Linked DNA regions of Anser cygnoides: region 1 is linked to region 2. A link is a contact called in public Hi-C data. All regions are on one chromosome and are shown on one strand. The core of a region is the stretch at or near the end of the contact, and the rest is flanking DNA. Distances in the headings are between cores, read along the strand shown. Region 1 overlaps ZFHX3 (zinc finger homeobox 3). Region 2 overlaps LOC106046624.

Region 1 (3,419 bases), core at 523-3,022, 170 kb before region 2:
ACCTCTGACAGCAAATGCTATCTGGTGGCTGTGGAATAGGACGTGTGCTCGTAAAACCCCATTGATCCTGCAGCAGCCAGCAAGGCTGAGCTGGGAGAGCTAAATGCTGCCGTGTGTACCAAAGACTTTGTTTCAACTAAGTGAACCCTTGGGGGTGTTTTGACAGCATTGCCTCAGCTTCTAGCAGAGCAGTCAGCGATTAAGAATATCAGGTTAGTAGCTTACTCCATTTTGGGAGGAAGAAAGATGACTATGTCAGGATCCAGATGGGACTTTAAGACAGGACTTTGTGGGATTTGGGTGTACCTAGATAGTTGAGTCTCATGGCCCAGTATTTCTCCTAATGGAATTTCCCATCATTTACTGCCCTGCTGATTTCTGATCAATGAAAATAAAATTGCATTGCCTCCTGAGAGGCTCCATGTATGGCTACAGCCTCCAGCTGTGTCAGTTCCGGTAAGATAATCTCATCAGGCGTGCAAGAGGGTAATAGGAAATAAAAATAAAACCCACAATTAGCAAGAGGGCAAGCATCAGAGTAACGCTTTCAGTCCTGGAGGTCTCAAAGCACGTGTAGCAAGTTCCTTCCCCACCCTGAAGTGACAGCTGTGAGGATGCCTGGTCCTACGGGGGTGTGCCGTGATGCCTCTGTACGTGGGTTTGGGAGTCTGTACAGACCCATTGGGCATGTGCTTTGGAACTTGTATTTGTCTGAATCCGTGTCAGTTCTCCCTTGTGAGACAGTTAAACTTTCACGAGAGATGTGTTTGTTCTAAAGTGTTACAGGGATGTAGCAGCTGATAGAGTGGCTGCATTCTGTGGACCTAGAGAGCATGAACTTGAGACTTTGAGCCTGTTGAGTGGCGTGTAGTTATTGACGCCCGTTGGTTGCTGCAATCAGAAGGGTTTATTTTGACCAGATAAAGAAAATCCTCACGCTGTACCTGGAGTCTAGAACAGGGCAGTGTTTTGTAAGCAGGTGAGTGTGCAGATGCTCTCTTTGTGGGAACCTGGGACCTCCTGGACCTCTCTGATCTGCTAAAAGTTGGCATAAAATACAGTCTACCTGAGAAGCTTTCCCAAGCGTACTGGCAGATTTCTTCACCTGTTTTAGGACTCTATTTATTTATTTCCGAAGGTTCCGTCGCAGCACTGTGACTGTGACCAGTAAAACGTACTCCGTGCCAAAACGCTGGCAGCGCGTCTGAGCACATGTGCTTGTGACCTTTGCAATGGGGCTTCGCAACAGCAGCGTGTGATTCAGCGCTAACAGATCGGGCAGCGGCGGTGTTTGTCGAGGTAGCGAGCGGGATGGTTCCTGAATGACCTAATGCTGAGGTCCTGTCTCTGAGCGTGCTCTGGTGGTGCAAAGCACAGGCTTTCCCGAGGGGTGGGAAGGAGTGACCGAGCCCGGGACCAGGCAGCGCGTCTGTTTCCTAACAAGGACTGGATCTGAGCCCTGGCAGAGAAGATCGGCATGACTTACGAGTCTAACTCTTACCCTCTGTTTGGCCCTTGACACTAGTCTGGAACACATATGTTGTTTGGGTAAAAGAGCAGAAAGGAAGGAGCGCTGGCAGGGCTTCTTGCTAGGCATGAGAGTCTGCAGGCTGTGTGCTGTGAAGAGTATTGCTAGGAGGGTGCTGTCTGACAGCACAGCCTTGGCTTTCCAGGCTGGGCCATCTGAGGCTGGCTCTGTCTGCTTTTGAAGTCCTGTTGAGGGCCTGGTTGGAGTTTGCCTGTGGTGGTTTATAAGAGTCAGCTCTCTGTACAGCAGTGCAAATGCCTCCAGTTTCTTACTGGGTGGGACTGCCCAGCACATCGAGTAACTGGAAGGAGGGGAGAGGGTCAGCAAAGCCACAGAAGCCAGCTGGAATTTCTCACTTTCAGGAGTCGCTGCTCTGGTTTGCATCCTGTAGTCTTACTATACGTGCTACGCTGTGGCAGTGATCTGGTGATTTAAATACATATGAACTATCAAAGTTGGTGTTTAAAACTCAAGTTTTAATTCAGGGCATCTCTGTGGGTTGGATGAGTGTAGGTGTTACCTAGTGCATGGTCTTGCTGGGTGTAACTGCACTTTGTGGTGAGGGACAGGGGGCCACAGAGGAGCTGTGACAGCTCTTATCGGACAGGTTACTAGGATAAAGATGAAGGAGGGGCAAAAAAAGGCAAGCTTCAGACTGCAGCAAAAGGAACAGTGAGACCACTTTCGCTAAGAATGGGATTTGAGGAACTGTGGAGTCCGTGCAACTGAGTGAAGCAGCCTGTCCCCAATAGCTCTTTGGTTAATTTTGGAGTTAGGTCAACAACACTGCGCTGAATATGTGAACCAGATGCAAGTGTAGCTATTTATTCAGCAACAGAGTCTGGAAATGACATTTGACAAGAAACGTTGGGGTTTTAGAGCAAAGGGGTAAATTGCACAACTGAAGAATCAAGGAATGCGCAGTGTTTTAAAACAAACCAATGTGGGAACACAATCTGAAACTTCTGTCGTGTCTGACATAAGAGAAGGGAGGTTCGTGCAGGACATGGAAAACAAGCTCCGTGTCCTGGGAGCATGAAAATGACACGTCGCTTATAAACTAAGCAAGTGTTTTACTTTGTTTTGTAGAGAAATGCGACTTAAGCTAGTCTACCTCCACTGCAAAATACTTTTGCTCCAAAGAGTGCCTCTGGAGGAATAAACGCCCTTTTCCCCAGCTGCTCACTTAAAACCCTCTGGCACTCCTCTGGATTACTCTGTTCTCAATGGCAGTGGGTTGGTGATTATATAAATATTTTTGTGTGTAGTACAGTAGCTGGCTCAAAGGGATCAGCAAACTTGGAATAATAGTTCATAACAAAATGTTTTCTGAAAAGCTCCCTGAACCTTGCATTTCTCTCATTGGCTCAACTTTAGCTGGTGTGAAGGACAGAGGAAAAAATGTGGATAATGCAGAAGGTTCACCTTCTCAAGGAGACCCTTTCTCTTAGTTTCATGCCAAGTGCTTGAGCCCTACAGCTTTCAGTCCTGTTTTGTTCAGCATTTCCTTTGCTTCCTGCTGCTTGAAAAGCTGTTTATGCTAATGATCCTGTGAAGATCTGAGGAACTTGCTGTGCTTATGCATGTGAGCCTGTGTGTAAGAGAGCGCTCGTATTCTCTGCCGCGTTAACGAGCGTGCGCAGTGCAGCGCCGGTTTGTGTTGTCAGCACGCCAGTTCTGGAGCTCTGTCGGCTGCCAAAGGCGAGCCCGCCGTGTGGTTGTCTTCCTGCAGGGAGAAGACCGTCCTGTCCTTTTGAGGTGCCTGATGAATCTCGCCTTTCCGTAGGCCACCGTGTCCTCCCTCATCCTTCCTGGGGACCTTGTGCCCTTCAGGACCAGCTGGTTAGAATCGCTTAGAAAGGAGAACGTGTGGTGTTCACAGGGACTCCTG
Region 2 (3,535 bases), core at 181-2,680:
ACAGAATTTTCAATCATTTTTGCTTATTAAATAGGAAAGCTATGCTTTTAATAAGCTAATCATTTTTATTTGACCCCATAGGAGTAGCTCAGCTGATTAGAAACAGGTTTCTAAGTGCAAAACAATGTTGTTTTTCTCTCACTGTTTTAACCACCACAGTGCTGAAATTTCAGATCAGATACTTATCTCCCATTGTGGCTATGACATGAATGCTTACTCTGCAATTCCTCTGAAGGAATTTACAGTAGAATCTCTATTTGTCCCACTTAATGGGAGAGTATTCCGCATAGATGAATAGTGTGTGTAATCTGCCAAAACAATTGTAGCCTTTTGGAAAGATTGTTCATGCAAAAAAAAATCACTTCTATTCATTTTTTATAACCAAAAGTAGAATAGCACTTGATACAATTCCAAACTCAAAATCAAAACTAATAACTGAAATCTTTTTCCCACCTAATTTAAAATTAGCACTGAAGATTAGTTTATGCAGATGAAGAATATGGTAGGATTCAAAACTTCAGCAAGGAAATCCGAAGTTATGATTATGAAGTTTTTAAACAGTTTTGGGATGTATGCAGATTCTATTTAGTCTAGTGGCTGGAGCCTGGGAAGACCCAAGGAAACGGATTCTTCAAGTCCCTTTTGGCAAAATTTTTTTTCCCAAAGCTAATGCTGGCAGCTCTTGCAGACAGGCTATCAGACTTTATTGATCACTGGTGTCTTTTAGAAAAGCAATTTCTTATATTAAAAAAATTAGTAACCCTACACCATTTTTTAAATGAAAAAAATCAGACTTGGTTATCATACCAAGATAATGGTGAAGAACTGTCTGTGAAACTATGTAAGAAGATAGGCTGAAAAGGATGTCAAGGATTTATTGTTGGATATAGGGCTGGAAAAGACCACGAAAGGTTCCTCTGGCTATGGACATGATTGATACCTTTATGGAAATGTATTCAAGTGCTTAATTATCTTTACTATTTGAGAGATTTTTTCACTTATTTAATCTAAATCTACTTTACCACTGTTCATACCTACTTCTGCTTGTTTTGTGTTCTGTTAATGTGGAGAAGGATTTCTGCTCTTTGTCACAACCTTCTAAGGTATCTAAAGGCTGTCTCCTTATATCTCTCCAGCCTGGATAAATAACACCCCATTTCTTCACTTCTTCAGTGTGGACATGCATGGGGTGGCAGCGAGGTTTACTGACTGACTTAGCAATGTGTGGTGGGAAGGGAGAAATGGTAGTGAGCTTGACTGGTTAAAGTGATAAGAATAACATCAACAGATGGAATGAAATAGCACAATTCTACATTCCAATATTCTTCACCAAAATAATGGGATAACAGTATTGTTCCATAATTTGATTTAAAATTAAATATTTATTTTTAGTGAATATAGCAACACCCATTGAATCGTAGTGTATTGCATACAATAGTTCTAACAGTATAGAGCTTTAAATGTTACAGTTAGTCTCAAATACTTATCTCAAGTAATTCATCGTTTTGGTTTTTTTACTGCTTGGGCTTGGTTAGTGAAAGAGGAAGTAAATTTATTTGAATTTATCCAGAACTGTTTCTTGAGATTTCAACACTAACAGCTCAGTAGAACAGGCGTAAATTTTTCCTGTACATCGTGCAGGAAAGCAATTCTAACACAGATGCTTTTACTTCTAGTTTTGTTTGCTTTGGGATTTTGTTTGAACATCAATTATCTTCTAATTTTAGTAAATGTTATTTATTGAGGTAATATCTCTTTAATGTGTTGCAATGTAGAGCAATGCTTGTATTTATCCTTTAAATGTTTGTTTTACATATAGTTTTCTTTTAGCCAAATACAAATATCAACTTCTGCAATTGCAAAATAATGGTTGCACAACTGCTCATCATGTACTTTAAATGCTCACAAGAAAATCACTTGCCAATATTTTTTTCTATTTGTTTTGACTTGGTTCCCTTTTTTTCCGAAAAGGCAATTTAGGTCCTTTGTTGTGGACTGAAGACAGCCTTGCTTGTTGGGTTAGTCCTTGTCCCTTTTGTGTCATAACCCTGAGACGCATCAGACTGAATATGAAAATATCAAGGAAAGTCTACAGTGCCAAAAATTATAATGCTTGATCTTCTAATATTCCCTTGGTACTGAGACAAAGGGAGAAAATGCAGTGTTATGACTATTCCATTTCCAATTTGGAGCATAGGACCATGATTTCAAGTCATAAGGCTGAGTTAACACAAGTATTTGCTTTGCAATACAGTGGCAAAATCTGTATAGAATTATCTTTTTGTAAAGGTTTGGAGCCTTTAATTTCAAGGTGGATGGTATGTTAACTGAATGAAAAATGGCTGTGTACTCTTCCTGTCTAGCTTCTCTTAATCATGATACTCTTCAGGCTTTGAAGCAACTTTCTTCCAGCTTACAGATCCTCACAGATCTGTGGATGTGGTTTTGAGGGGAGGTTTTTTGTTTTTGTTTTATAGGAGGCAGGTAACTGAGGATCAGGAGTTGCTCTTTCACATCTGGTTTTCCTGCTTATTTAAAAGGGGTGGGAAAAAAAGCTTACCTATAATCTTTTTGTGACTGCTGGTATACTGCCCTGTACAACTTCTGTGAGAAGTCCATATTCTGAAAGACAAATATTAGAATTACCTTCAATAATTGGTATTAGAATCCATCCATTAATGGCTAGTGTGTTCAATTTCATTGTCTTCTACTTTCAAAGATTCCTTTTCCTGAGCCATAACACAAAAAAAAGTCTGAGTTACTGCCTATTGACATTCAGGAGACCAGCTGTCCTGAAGTTGATTTCTCCTGTTTAAGTAAACTGCTTCAGTTGGGGCTGTTAACATGTAGAATATTGGCATTTCTGTTTAGTGAACAGTAGTCTTGTATGAGGATTTTTTTTGCTGAGTTTTCTATGTGTACTTTTCAATAAACTTTGCAAATGATCCAGATAAATCTAGTAAGCTGCTAGAGAGTCATGTTCAGACTAAACAAAATATTTTTATCCTGGAGTAAACACTTGTGGTGTGTCTGTGCCACCCTCTGCAAATAGATCAAGTTCCCCAAATTTATGAGGAATTAAATTAACCTGGATTAAAACTTGGTGCAAGTAATCCTTAAATATCCTGGGTTACACAGCTGTTTCAGTAGTAGAATGTTTTGCAGTATAATAGTCCTCATCTCAAAGCAGGTGTTGGGGAATGTTGGTGAATTTTTAGTTCTATGTAAGCATAGTGCTACCACATGGTACACCTGTTGGCTGCTTCCAGAGATGAATCCTACAGGACCTAATGTACTATTGCAAGGACTTTTGGCGTCATGCTCAGTGTTATGAGATGAATTGCCAAAAGGAAAGTTACTCATCTGAAGCTGTACTTCTTTGCAGGCTCTTTATCTAAATGCATGTTTTACAAAATCATCTGCCGCTTTATCAGGTCTCTCGCACAGTAACTGAGAAAACTGTTCATCAATTCTTTTCATGCTTGCACCAAATAGTTGCTTCAATGATGGTAAAATATATTTGCTGTCAGTCAGG

The links. Hi-C and Micro-C count contacts between places; a contact is called where the count stands out from the background.
Region 1: a contact with region 2 is called in a Hi-C map of liver, with 4 times the contacts expected there. The contact joins two enhancer-like sites. A contact is called at or near these places in 2 of 7 Hi-C or Micro-C datasets (both in liver).

The regions. Positions count from the first base shown.
Region 1 is chr12:593,099-596,517 of Taihu_goose_T2T_genome, reverse strand. The region is part of intron 5 of ZFHX3 (zinc finger homeobox 3); the gene reads left to right. Among named protein-coding and RNA genes, the nearest start is that of PMFBP1, 260 kb to the right of the region's middle. Within about 2 kb of position 1,772, at least 2 of the 3 cell types and tissues checked have open chromatin away from gene starts, as enhancers often do. A contact at or near this core is called in liver, where this site is marked.
Region 2 is chr12:427,411-430,945 of Taihu_goose_T2T_genome, reverse strand. The region is part of intron 3 of LOC106046624; the gene reads left to right. Among named protein-coding and RNA genes, the nearest start is that of PMFBP1, 92 kb to the right of the region's middle. Within about 2 kb of position 1,430, at least 1 of the 3 cell types and tissues checked has open chromatin away from gene starts, as enhancers often do. A contact at or near this core is called in liver, where this site is marked.